Linked DNA regions of Rattus norvegicus: region 1 is linked to region 2. The links are chromatin contacts, called in public Hi-C maps. All regions are on one chromosome and are shown on one strand. The core of a region is the stretch at or near the end of the contact, and the rest is flanking DNA. Distances in the headings are between cores, read along the strand shown. Region 1 holds the start of Ythdc2 (YTH N6-methyladenosine RNA binding protein C2). Region 2 holds the start of Dcp2 (decapping mRNA 2).

The links. A called contact is a pair of places that touch in the nucleus more often than the background predicts.
Region 1: a contact with region 2 is called in a Hi-C map of the A7r5 cell line, with 6 times the contacts expected there. The contact joins the promoter of Ythdc2 here to the promoter of Dcp2 in region 2. A contact is called at or near these places in 4 of 12 Hi-C or Micro-C datasets (the A7r5 cell line, Schwann cells, kidney and 1 more) and 1 of 1 datasets of contacts at active chromatin or transcription factors (oligodendrocytes).

The regions. Positions count from the first base shown.
Region 1 is chr18:37,513,944-37,520,643 of GRCr8, forward strand. Ythdc2 (YTH N6-methyladenosine RNA binding protein C2) reads left to right here and starts at 3,343. Exons shown (of 30, transcript NM_001427202.1): 1 at 3,343-3,720; 2 at 4,984-5,074. The coding sequence starts at 3,522. It also overlaps a transcript of Mcc not described here.
Region 2 is chr18:36,999,817-37,006,478 of GRCr8, forward strand. It overlaps Dcp2 (decapping mRNA 2), which reads left to right and starts at 1,799. Exons shown (of 11, transcript NM_001170469.1): 1 at 1,799-1,984. The coding sequence starts at 1,932.

The DNA of each region.
Region 1 (6,700 bases), core at 2,093-4,592, 520 kb after region 2:
GTGAGTTGAATTTAAGTCATCCCTAGCTACATATGTCTTGTAAGGAGCCTGGGTATTTGTGTTTAAATTGAACAACCATATTCAGTGAGGGATCAAACTCATTTCAAACAAGAAAACCGTAAACCCCAGTGAAAAAGCTCCATTGTAACACTGCATGCAAAGCCCAAGCAGGAGTTTTTCATTTTGTGTTGTGACATGGTGACTTCTCTTACACAGAACTGTTCTGCATAGCGAATTCTTCCTGTGCGATTTTCCCACTCTCTTCTCTCCTCTTATGTCTCTCTCTCTCTCTCTCTTTTTTTTTTTTTTTTTTTTGGTTCTTTTTTTTCGGAGCTGGGGACCGAACCCAGGGCCTTGCGCTTCCTAGGCAAGCGCTCTACCACTGAGCTAAATCCACAACCCCCTCTTATGTCTCTTAATACCACATCGAATGAAAAAGATAAACAATGAAAAGGGGGAACTGCAAGAACTGCTAGGGGAAGGGAGTTTTCCTTCTTTCTTCAGTCTTCCCCTGAAGATAACAGGTGCTCTGTCTGCTATGCTGCACATTTCCTAACATGCTGTACTCATTCACATTGGGGACTGGGATTTTAGTGTTCATAATATAGTTTAAGGGTATTCTCCATATGTTATAACATATCCTCTAAAGAAGAATTTCAAAAGTTTAAAATATAAGAATACATGTCTTTTAGTCTTTTTAAGTATTTGTGGGATATAATAAATTTTAAAAACATGTGTGAAATATGCTAGTTTTTGATGTTTTGAATGATAATTAAGGTATCTAATGACATAGTTGCGGGTAAGAAAAGGAGGAAGGACAAAAACCAGTCGACAGCATTTTCTGAAGAGTTTAGTTTTATGGTTTTAATTATGTGTCGCTTTACCCCACTGTGGCTATCTTATTTTTTTTTAACAGTTACTGCTAAAATAGTTCACGGAAGCTCTATGTAGAAATTAGTGATATAAAATGGGATTTCAGGCAAAAGATAGCTTTATACTACCACCTTGTGGCTGACCTACTAATGTGTAGTTTCAGGTTAGTGGAGAGCAAAGATTGAGTCAAGAACTGGGCTAAAGACCATTTGGATTATATTCTGGCAAAGAATCTGGGTTCATATTGCTCAAGTCCTAAGAAACTGAGTGAAACTCAACAACAACAACAACAACAACAACAACAACAAAAGAAGTGGACTAAATTGTTGGAGGAAATTCAAAGATACGGTATCATTCAAGCTGTGGCGTGGTTATTACGTACCCCTCTGATATAAATCTACAGCCTGTTTGAGACACTGAGTCTGAACAGTAAGATCTGAGAAATGTGGTTTGCTAAGGAAAGGAGTGCAAGGCAGTGTGAAGCTGCAAATAAGGCAGGTGCAGAGAAAACCGCTATAATTGAGACTACATATACCTCTAGAGTGAAACCAGTTACACTGGGATAGAAGAAAGGTGCCCTTTGGGTAAGATCCCATCTATCAAAAAAATCCAACCTGTGAATACACAGACTCATTTGACAGAATCCAAACTGTGAATGACTCTGAAGGGCTCCTCTGCTCAGCTTCTGTGTAGATGTGTATCGTTACCATGGCCTTTTCTTTGTTGGTGCTGGAGAAAATTGTTCTCTGTGGTATATTTTCTGGTTCTTCAAAACAAAGTTTGTAATATATCTTCTGGGAATTCTCTTAGTCTACCTCAGAGCTAGTTACTTGTTTTAGATAGGGACAGAGTTAGTTTAGTTTCATCCCTACTTATCAAAACTAATCAAAGAAATAGGTAGCCCAAAGACAACAACTAAAAAGTTCTGAGAGTTGAAATACCAATTCTTTTCTATTTTTCCTTCCTTCCTTTTCCCTGCCCCTCCTTTTCTTTTCTTTTTCCCTTCTTTCTTTTTTTTTCTTTTTTCTTTTTTTTGGAGACAGTTTACTCTGTATAGCCATGGCTGTCCTGGGACTTGCTCTGTAGACCAGGCTACATGAGAGAAAATTACTCGTGTGAAGGAATGAGGACAATTCAAGATAACATTCATTTTCTTAGTAGTTTATAACTTTTGCAAGAGAAAATAAGATACTTTCAAATGTTGCAAATGATAACACAAGATTTGAAAGCATGCCTGTGTAAGGGCCACAATTATGTTTTAAACTATGGTACAGAGGAATTCTCAGAGGAAGACTGCCTTCTCCAAGACAAAAACCATGCAAGACAAAAACCAAACAACAAAATTAAGTGTATCTGAGCAGTGTGAGGGTAAGTGTTAGCATCACCGTGAGTGTAGGTATCCTAGAAGATCTTGAGTGCTCTTGATATTGAGAAATTTATGGTTTGTTCTAGTTGCAGAGGAGAGAAACTGGAAGGCTGCATATGAGGGCATCTTAGTACACTCTGGTTCTCATTTTGAAAAAAGGAAACAATCATGTCTGTTGCTCTTCGGAGAGTGACAATAGTGGCACTACAGTGGAAGCAATTCAGGTCATTGGAATTAGATTTATGTTCATAGGACTCTATTTGAACCAATGGCAATTCTCATAATCTTCCCAACTCCTTTTTTGTTTGTTTTTTGAGACAGGGTTTCTCTTATAGCCTTGGCTATTCTAGAACTCACTCTGTAGACAGGGCTGGCATCAAACTTAAGAGATTCACCTACCTCTGCCTCCCAAGTTCTGGGATTAAAGGCATTTGCCACCTTCTGTCCCCAACCCCCCCCCCTCCTCCCGCAACTCTTGATAAGTTCCTCCTTAAACTTAATCTTGCCACAAAACATAACTATTCTCATTGCTATGCGTTCCACACTCACGATGGGCTGTTACCTAAAACAGTGAACACTTTAATAACTATCATATAAGCATTTTTCTTTTAACGTTTAAGGACTGTTACCACTTTTTAGGGTTTCGAGGTAAAACACAGTTAGATCTTTATTTCAGGTAACCAAGTTTTCAATGTGTTTCAGAATGAAAGACATACATTAAGAAGTTAGTCGTTACTTAAAATCAAACCAAGTGGTCTACTCACTGTACTTATTTGACCCACTGGACCACGAACCTCAGAATTGCGGTAAAACCCTTGTTTCCAGAGTGTTCGAGTTTGTGAATCAAGCGCTGGGCAGAAGCCCGCTCTGAAGAAAGGAATGAAGCATTAAATGATCCAGTGGATAACCGAATAATATGTCCTCCAATTTAATGATATTTTTTGACAACCAAAGCCTCAGGGTCGTGAGGACCGCATTACAGCCTCCAGGGACCGCATCCCCCGGGGCTGCTCCAGCATAGTCAGAGGTCCCGCGTTCTGGGGCCGTGCGCGGCGCTCACTCTTGACGTCATCACCCGCGCACCCAAGGCTTCTCTGGGCTGTAGTGGTGCCAGCGCTTTCGCTTTCACCGCTACTGTGAGTGACGCTTTCCCGCTAGTCTCTCCCGGCGTTGACTTTCTAGCGGTAGGTCCGCCGCGCTCCCACGGGCTCTCTGTCTCTGTCACTGCTCGCTGGCAGCAGGCCTGGCCGCTCCCACGCGGAGCGAGCTTCTCCTCAGGGCCATGTCCAGGCCGAGCAGCGTCTCGCCGCGTCCGCCAGCTCCTAGCGGAGGCGGCACCGGAGGCGGTGGCGGCGGCCCGGCTTCGTGTGGTCCTGGAAGCGGTGGCCGGGCCAAAGGCCTCAAAGACATTCGTATCGACGAGGAGGTGAAGATCGCTGTCAACATTGCTCTGGAGCGCTTCCGATACGGTGACCAGAGAGGTGAGGATTCTGACGGGGGACCTTGCGGGCTGACACCCGCCCCCAGGCCCGCCCCTGATGGGCAGAGGAACCCAGAGCCGGGCCGCAGAGGCGAAACCAGCGCCGTCTAGTGACTGTTGGTCACCGAGTGGGAAGCCCAGTGGGTCGGTGAGTTTAGGGAGGATAGAGAATCAGAAGTTAAGGCATCAGAAGGTGGAAAGGCTAGGTTACTCCCAGGTGGGAAAATGTCCTCAGGTACTTTTCTGCAACCCAAGGCTGCTAAGTCAACGTTATTTTTTTTAAGGAGTTATTAAGCCCCCACTGTCTTCCTCATTATTGAGGTGTAGCCTTATTTTAAGCTTAAAAAACTTCAGAGGAGGCTTTGAATTTATTGTATTTATAGACTTTATTGAAATTCTAGATGCATCAAATCAAACACAAACTTGTGTGTTTTGTACTTTATCAGGTCAGATACCTATTTAGTACAGGCCTCATAATATACAACTGAGTTTACTGTTGAATGCTCATTTTAATTTGCTGGGATAGCTAGTAGACCCTTGCTGCTGAGGCTTATTGTCTGAAAAGGTTTTGAACATATATTTTTAACAGCAGCAAAGCCTTGGCAAAATGTCACAACAAATCCAGTCTGAAATATTGAGGAAGAGCCCTCTACAGTTTTGAGAACAGAAACATGGGAGTTTCAGTTTGAGAATTCTTAATGCTTGAATGAACATACCTCATTATTGAAGGAAATAGAATTTTGTTAAGCAAGGCAAGAATAATTTAAATTGATAAAATATGTCCATAGTTATATCGATCTCAACACAGGTAGTAATCTTTGATGAACTTTCAAGTCCTTTATCATATTTAGGTTGTATGTGTAACTTCATAATATCAGAATTCTGGGCTGAAGAGATGGCTCAGTAGTTCCTCTTGCAGAAGTCCCAGGTTTGATTCTCAGCACCCGATGATGGCTCAAAACCATCAAGTCAGCTTCAGGGGATCTGATGCTTCTTCTGACCTGTGGTCAGTGCACATATATGGTTCTCTCTCTCTCTCTCTCTCTCTCTCTCTCTCTCACACACACACACACACACACACACTCTCTCTCTCTCTCACAATTAAGTAAATAAATATTAATAGTTAGTATCAGAATCCTATTAGGTGTGAGTTACTGAGTAAATACATTTTTCATATAAAATGTGTAATTTGATTTATACTTATATGTATTTTTCATTTTTATACCTGTAATTGTCTATAAGTGGAACCTTTTTTCCTATGTAGAAATGGAATTTCCTTCTTCTCTGACCAGTACGGAAAGAGCTTTTATTCACCGACTAAGTCAATCTCTTGGTTTAGTTTCTAAAAGTAAAGGGTAAGTGTACAACTTTTCTTACTTTGTTCAAAAATATTTACTACAGAAAAGTATGCATGTGTCTGACTACATTTAAATCATTGTTTCTGTTTTAACTTTACATTCTTATAAATAGTATGTATAGATAAACTCGTTTAGGTCTATACCAAGATCAGCTTTTCTTCTTCCAATCCACCTTACCTCCCAGGTGCAGAACATACATAAGTTAGCTCCTGGGATGCAGCTCATCTTGTAAAGCATCTGTTGTATAAGCCAAACAACCTGAGTTCCATCCACAGAACCTGCCCTGAGCAAAGAGAGACAAGTAAAGCTCACCGTGGTTAAAACAATGGTAACTACGTACTCCTATGGTGAAATGGGAGCAGGAGACTGCAGAATGGGCCAGAAGTTTACACAGAGGTAGAAATAAGAGAGACCGAGCCTTAAGTAGGGGAAAGGAGAGAATGGACTACTAGTAGTTGTTCAATGACCTTCCTGTGGATCCCCGAATTTATACATGTTCAGAAGTATAAATATTTTTAAAAGGTGAATATAGTTTCATTTTTCATGTTAGGTTCTTGGTCTGTAAATGACAGATACTTTTCAGTGGAAATGTAAACTTGAACCTGCTTATTTATAGACACAGATGTAGTCTGTTAGAGAAGTTTTAGTTTGATTTATCAGTTTGGTTTTGGGCTTCAGGAAAGACCACTATTTATTCAGTTTTGTAATCATAGCCTCTACCATAGTGTCTGGTGAAAGTTCATGAATTATGAGTATTTTCAGAAAAAAAAAATTAGGCAAAGGTAAAACATAACAAAGCTTCACAAGATATCTTTGGAGAAATTAAAGCATCTTGGTATCACGGACATGTTAAGAGATATTAACCAGGATACAGTGTTATAGAATTAAAATGATATACTTTTGATTATATAGTTAATTAAAAAGACCACCAACCTCAAACTTCTTTTGTCATGCTTATTTCATTCCAACATTATTTCTATCCTGTGTGGTTAAAATTTTATGAAGTGAACAGCACAGGGAAATGAATAGTTGCCCCTTTATGCACCGAAATTTCAGACAATGAGGAACAACACAGGGGAAAAGAACCTACTACAGAGAATATGTTTAGAATCTAGTGATTCCAGTTTGCTGTGGAAATGACAATTTTTAGATCAGGTTTTTTTCTCTTGATTCAAAGTTTCAGGTAGCCCAGGCTAGCCTTGAAGTCTATGATTCTCACCTCTGGAGTGCTGCAAATACAGTTAGATGTCACCACACGCTAATTTAGACCAATTTATCTTATCAGGGCAGGTGACAGCATTGAGAGCGTACAGTTCATTCTGGTATTCACTAAGGAACATGCAGAAATTTAAATGTTAGTAAAGTAAGAGCTGTACTTAGAAGACCTACAGCAAAAACTACAGTGTAGCCCTCAGTTTAATGTTCTTTATATCTTCTTTATTTTACACTTATGGATTTATACATGTGAGGACACAAACATGTGCACACATGCTGTGGCACATGTATGATTGTCCACTGGCAACTTGCAGAAGTTGGTTCTCTCCATCTATCATGTGGATTCCCAGGATTGACCTCAGGTTGTCAGGGTTGTCAGCAAGTCTGACTCTAGTTTAATATTCTTAT
Region 2 (6,662 bases), core at 549-3,048:
AGTTGAGAAATTCTTTAAAGGACAGCTCTTGCATTGATTTATGTATTCTTGAATTCATATTTTCAGAATTCCTTCCCACAGCCTTAAGGGCTGTCCTGCAGTCCTCTAAATCAGAGATACATTCTCACTTCCCAGGATCATGGAGTCATCAACCTTGGCAGAGAGGGCATTCCCCCAAAAGAAGAAACATAAAGTAAAATATGTACATTGTTATACAAAAAGCCTTATGGCTAGCAACTGTCAACAGTCATGGAGGCCCATACCTGTTGGCTTTGCTTCAGGGGCAGGAACCCTGTCACACTGTCCCTTCCACAGCCATGCAGAGCAGGGCAAGGAAGAACAGATGGATTCAGTTTCTCCATGTTTCCAGAATGAATTAGACTCCTCTTGGCAACATGAGCAATGAATGTGAAACAGGCATGTATAAGTGGTGTGTTTGAATGTAGGAAGTGGAATAGTGACCGCAAGTTTGTCTTTTTTGAGCTCTCCTTTGGTATCAAATAGAGGGGTGAAGTTCTTGTCTTCACTTTACAGACCTTGCTAGGGTTGGAGCCTTGGCCTACATCAGTGCTACTGAGATAGCAAGCCACTTGTCCTCCAAGGGAGAAGGGAAGCAAAGGAAGGTGATGCTTTCACTGTTTGCACACTGGGAAGAGAATAAATAAAGGGGTCCAGTGAAACTGAGAGATAGAGTTTTAAATTAGCCCAAAACTCAGCAACTGGACCTGACTAAGGAAGACAGATTGTTAAAAATGCAAGAGAACTACTTTGCTTATCACCTGGTGTGAGTAACTGTTCTTTGTTCTGCCCGGTGATGTTTATTTAAGCCCCTACTTGTGCCTTCCAGCCATTTTGTCCTGCAGAGAGCATTCCGAGAAGCTCTGGGGAATCTTTCAAAACCGTCCCCTCAGTCTAGCTTTGGAGTTCAGATGTGAGATTTAGATTTAAATACTTGAAGACAAGAGGTATGCACGACTAAGTATCCCTGGTCAAGGCGTGTCTCTGCTCAATACTCACCCATCACTATCTCAGCACCAATCTGTCCTACAAAGTAGTCCCACTGAGCTTGCTTTTAGGAGCTTAAAATCAGAGGGACCAGAAGCAGGGAGATCTCTTTGTTAGAGGCGAGCCTGGTCTACAGAGCAAGTTTCAGGATCTCAAAGACAAACAAACAAACAAGCAAACAAACAAAGCACATTGGTAGTGGGGGCAGGCCTATAATCCCAGCACTCAGAAGGCTACACAGGAGAACTGTGAGTATAAGGCCAGCCTGGACTATGTGGTGAGACCCTATCTGCCAACAAAAACCGGATTAATATTTCTTCAGAGGGTTGGCATTTGACGTAGAGGTAATGAAATACGGTGGTGAGCATGTGTGCACAATACTTGGTGACAGCAATCGTGGATAACCCCTTCTGTTTAATATGTGCTCTGGGCTTGCCGCCAAAAAACGGAGTGCCTGTTCAGTTACTTATTACCATTAGTTAGAGCCACTGTGACAAAGCCTGAGATGCTGTGGCGTGTATGTGGAAGAGAGGAGTCCTAGAATATAGGAGCTCAAAACTTTGCACTAGTATAGTAAGAAACGCACAGGACACGCAGGCGCAAAAGACACCCTCGCCTGCACTCAATCAAAGGCGGCGGGGAGTTGGTCTTAAGAGCAGGAACTGAGCAGCCTGAAGACCGATTGGAGGCCACGGCCCAATAAACAAACGTCTCATTGGCGAATCGCGCGCAGGCGCGGGTCGCCCAGCCTTACTTTGGGCCTTTCACGCAGAGGGGGCGTGGCTCCAGGGCTCCCCCCCTCGCCTCGGCCCAGCCTCTGGGTACGAGCAGAGGGTTCCACTGTCCGCGGGACCTCAGCTCCTTGCTTCTCTACGGTGCCGGCTGCGCGGAGCCGGGATGCCCTGCGCCTGCTGCGGGTCCTCACTATGGAGACCAAACGCCTGGAAATTCCCGGCAGCGTCCTGGATGATCTCTGCAGGTACTAGCGGTTCACCTTCGCCTCTGCGTTCCCTCTGCCTAGGGGCGGCCCGGACCACTGTTGCCTCTCCCCCTCTCCTCTGTTCCGCCTTGCTCTTCAGACTCGGTTCTGCCTACCCATTCCCGGGTTCCGCTACTCACCCCCGGCTCTTTATACGTCCCGGGTCTCAGCACTGAGCCCGGGCTTCGGCTCGCCCTCCCTGTCCCCGGGCCCCTCTTTTCGCCCTGGCCTTGATTCTCTATTCCCGGGTATCGCTTTGCGTCCTCGGCCTCAGCTCACCTGAGTTCCCAGGTCCCGGTTTGCACCCCGGTTCTCAGCTCTTCCTCCTTCCCCGGGTCCTGCCCGGTCTCTATTCTTCCCCATCCCTGGGACTAGGCCCTTCTCTTCCTCAGCCCGGGGTCTTTGCTGTCCCTGCCTCTCCACATCCCTTGGTCTCACTTTCCCGCCCTGTTCGCCAGTGTCCGACGCCCATTCAGTTCCTAAGTCTTTCAGTTTCTGTTTCTTTTATCCCGTCCTCCGAGGAGCACTGGAATATCTCATTTCTACTTCAAATATTCTGTTTTTTCCTGCAAGTGAATCCCCCTGGCCCAAACCTGAATTCCCTAGTGGTTTTCCGCCCAATTCCTTCTTTGAAGTGTGTGGGGCTTTTTTGTTTTGATTTTGTTTTTTTCCTGACTCTAACTTTAACCTGTGGCTTTCTTCCTCCTCCCTTCGTCTCTTCTCCACGTGGGTGGAATCCACTGTTTTAATTCAGTTATATGATCTCAGGTACCTGGATCTACACAGGGAACAATTTTCACGCTTAAACTTGTATGTTCACCTGTGGCATTTTCTGTAAAGAATTAATTATTCTTTCCAGAATTTCCCCGGATTTATCTTTGGGAACAAGAGGAAAAAGTCCAAGAGTTCCTTCCCTTTAATCTCTTGATTCTCCAACTTGGAAGGAAATGTACACCTGTGGGTCTTCACAGGAGTGAATTTCTACGTTCTTATCAACAGTAATTGCAGCCAGCCAAAAATATGTTCATGATATTTCCTTCTTTGTCAAAGTAAAGCGTTGTTATGAAGTCATTGCTAGTGCATCGACTTTGGACTATGAAATAATTTATTAAGTGTGAATGCTGGTTCTGTATTCACTTCTGGCCACTAATATCTGGGCTTAAAAATGAAACTCAGTGGTCATGCCTCATGCAAGCTGTTTACTTTTTTATTTTTTAAGTATTTGTTTTATTCCTGATTAGTGGAGGCAGGGGACATGTGTATAGGTATCTGCCCATGCCAAGAGTCTGTGGAAGTGTGTGCTAAAACCTGAGTATTTCTCTAGAGCCCCAGGCACTCTGAGTCATTTTAAGAAACGAAATATGCTTGTGAAGTTTTTACTGGTGTCCTCTCACATTGCATTAAAACAGTTGGCGCAGTGATTTCCACTGTCACCTGGACAAACAGATATGAGTATTAATTTATAGAGGGACACATCCTAATTTAGAAAATCAAGATTTGAAATCTTCCTTTCCTCTATGCCATGTGAGTGTAATGAAAAGTCTAGTCAAGCACTTTAAACGTCGCAGGTGTACATGCAGAGGACATACATAGGCAAATTGTATAGATAATAAGCGCTTAGTGCTTACTGTTTTCCCAGCACCCACATGGTGGTTTGCAATTGCCCATAATTCCAGTTTAAGGCCATCTGATTTCCTCTTCTGAACAATGTGGGCACCAGGCATGCACATGTTATATATAATACATACATGTAAGCAAAAACCACGTACTTGAATAAATTTTAAGTCTGATTTAAAAAAAGATTTAAAGTTGTAATTCTTTGGGTTTGGGAGAATTATACTTTTGACTTATGGTAGATTCACATGAATCTATAAAAGTTACAAGGAATTTATTTTCTGTATTCCAGAATTTGATAAGAGATAACTTAATGCATGTATTCGGATTAATCACTAGCAGAATTTGCGACTGAAGTGGGACTACTGGGCTGTAATTTTCATTTTCTTTATGTTTCCCAGTTTTTTATTTTTTTCCGCAGATGCAAGTTTAATAATTAGAAAAAAAAATCAAGGTGTTTGGGAAAGTGAGTGATTGTATGTGAGTTAATAAGGATGAAAGTTAAAAGACAGAGAAAGATCGTATGACTGTCCACCTTTTCCCCGGCATCTGCAACTAGTCTTCCTGGGAGTTTTCAGGCTGGTCTCTAATACCTGGGGTTCCATCATCTGAAGAAGTAACGTTAGCTGCTGTGATTGCTGTGGCTCTGACCACAGAATACTACATCCTGTTGTGCAGACAGTACGTGAAGCAACTAATAAGTGTTATAGAGGTTAGCTCTGGTGAATGTTTAAGCTGCTTTCTTACATTACATTTTATTAGACACTGATCTTTTTAGCAGGGTGATATGTTCAGCTGTTGGGGCTAGATGCTTGATAAACTAGTTACTAAGCCATTTCCTCATGCTACAGTTGGTAAAAGTTTTCAAGTTGATATTTGTCCCTCAAGCTCTAAAAAATTATTATAAGAGGGAGTGGTGCTTATCAGTGTGCATGTGTGGATAGCTCTGTGAAGTTGCTGCTGACCTTCCACCTTTACCTGGGTTCCTGGGATCTAATTCAGGTTCCAGGCTTGCACCAGGCTGACCTAGCTCTTTCCCTAGCCCTCCAGTTGGCTCTGTTGCACCATTGGATTTTGGTTCTCTAGTACATTCGTCTTAACCTTCCTTCCTAATGCCACAGCCCTTCAACACAGCTCCTGCTGCTATGGTGACTCCCATAAATTATCTTGTTCCTGTTTCATAAGTGTAATTAGCTACTGTTATGAATCATAATGTGAACATCTGATATGTGACTCCAGAAGGGTTGCAACCTACAGGTTGAGAACTGCTGCCCAGATGTGAGAGTGTTAGGGGTGATAGGTCCAGGGCCTTTTGGAGATGATGTAGGGAAAGGAGCTGTGTGTGGGTGTTGGGAGTAGGGATTCTTTATGAGAACAGTTCATAAAGGTAGCCATGATGGCAAAAGTGGGCCGGGAAGGGCCTGGGGAGATGGCTTGGTGGTTAAGAACACTTCTTGCCCTTCCAGAAGACCCAGGTTAAATTCTCAGTTCCCACATGACACTGACAACTATCTGTAACTTAGTTCCAGAGAATCTGATGCCGTCTCCTGGCATCTGTGAGCACTACACGAATGTGCACAGGCATAAGTGCACATTCCAGAGTTCATAGCCTAGCCCACCAGTAAGAGACTCTGCATCAAGAAGTAAGGTAGGAAGCTGTTTTGTTGTGCCTGTGAGGAGAGCCTGGGAGTTTGGAGTGATGTTGGCTTCTGGTGCGTGGCTTGATGAAATGTTAAGGCCCTTCCATTGGGAAGATTCAGAAAATTGGCTTTGAAACCATCCCTCTGGGTGGTCATGAAGCCTTGGTCGTGTAAGGGGTATGTTGTGGGCATGGGATGGAGAACTAAGGCAGCAGGGAATGAAGTCCGGCTGCCTGTTGATCTGTTTGGGTGCTATCTTGAGACGTGTCAGAATGATCTTTTTGATGGGCCTTGTCATGAATAGTAGCTGCCTGTATTGGAAGCTAGGTGGCTTATACTAGGGCCAAAAATTTTGTATTTTTCTGTTGCTATGATAAATAAAACTCCTTGACTTTTCTTAAAATTCATAGAAGGAGTTTGGTTTCTTTGGTTTACTGTTCCACAGAGGTAATTGTTTTTGATGGAATGGAGGTGGCAGGTGGTAGCAGTTGAGAGAGCATACTTGAAAAGGCACAACTCTCAAAACCTGCCCCCATTGACAAACTCCTGAAACTGGGCCAACAAGGTCTCCATATTAAATATCTGATCCCACAGAGGACATTTTCATTCAAACCACCTCAGCACATTTAATCATCACATTTAGGGCAGTGAGCATGTCCTGTTCTTATGGAGAGTATAGGCTAAATTATGTAAATATTGTCATTGATGCCCCAGTTGAAAACAGCAGTAAGAGCAATTAGTTCTGCCTTTGAGGCTAATGTGGATTTACCCAGAGGGCTCCTGTGACCTATGCTTTCCTGAGGCTTACTGTCACAAACCCTGAAGATTTGCATCCTACATCCATGAACCAGGTAGCCTGCCTTGGGAACATGGAGAACCTTGTAGATCAGGTCTAGCACCACAGATAGGATTTTAACCTCCACACAGGAGTACTCCAGAGAGACCTTGGGGTTAGGATATAGTAATACGGGGACAAAACTTAAAGTTTAGCAGGGTTTTGTGTCTTTTGAGACATTAAAGAATCTGGAACCTGTCTGCTCTGTTACATGAGACATAGTGCAAGGCCCACTGGGAAGTAAAAGCTTAACTCCAGGGTCTTCCAGTTAAAACATGGAAATCATCATTCTCTGTCCAGGGTTTAGAGGCTTCCCACCAAGAGCCACAGTTGGCCAGTGCACCGACTCAGGAGAGTTCTCCCGTGCCCCCAGATGCAACTGGACTCTTGGAGGGCTTTTTGCCATCATCACTTTAACTTTTGTACATAGAAGAAAGGGTTTAGTAAGACTATAAAGAGCCAATGTTGGGGTAAGTGTTTAAGGAGGCCTAGGGCCCATATCATTTCAGAGATTGTGTTGAATGCCTCCTTTTCTGGTTTCCCCTTGATCTCATAGCAGGGTCTAACTATTAGTCTAAACTGGACATTG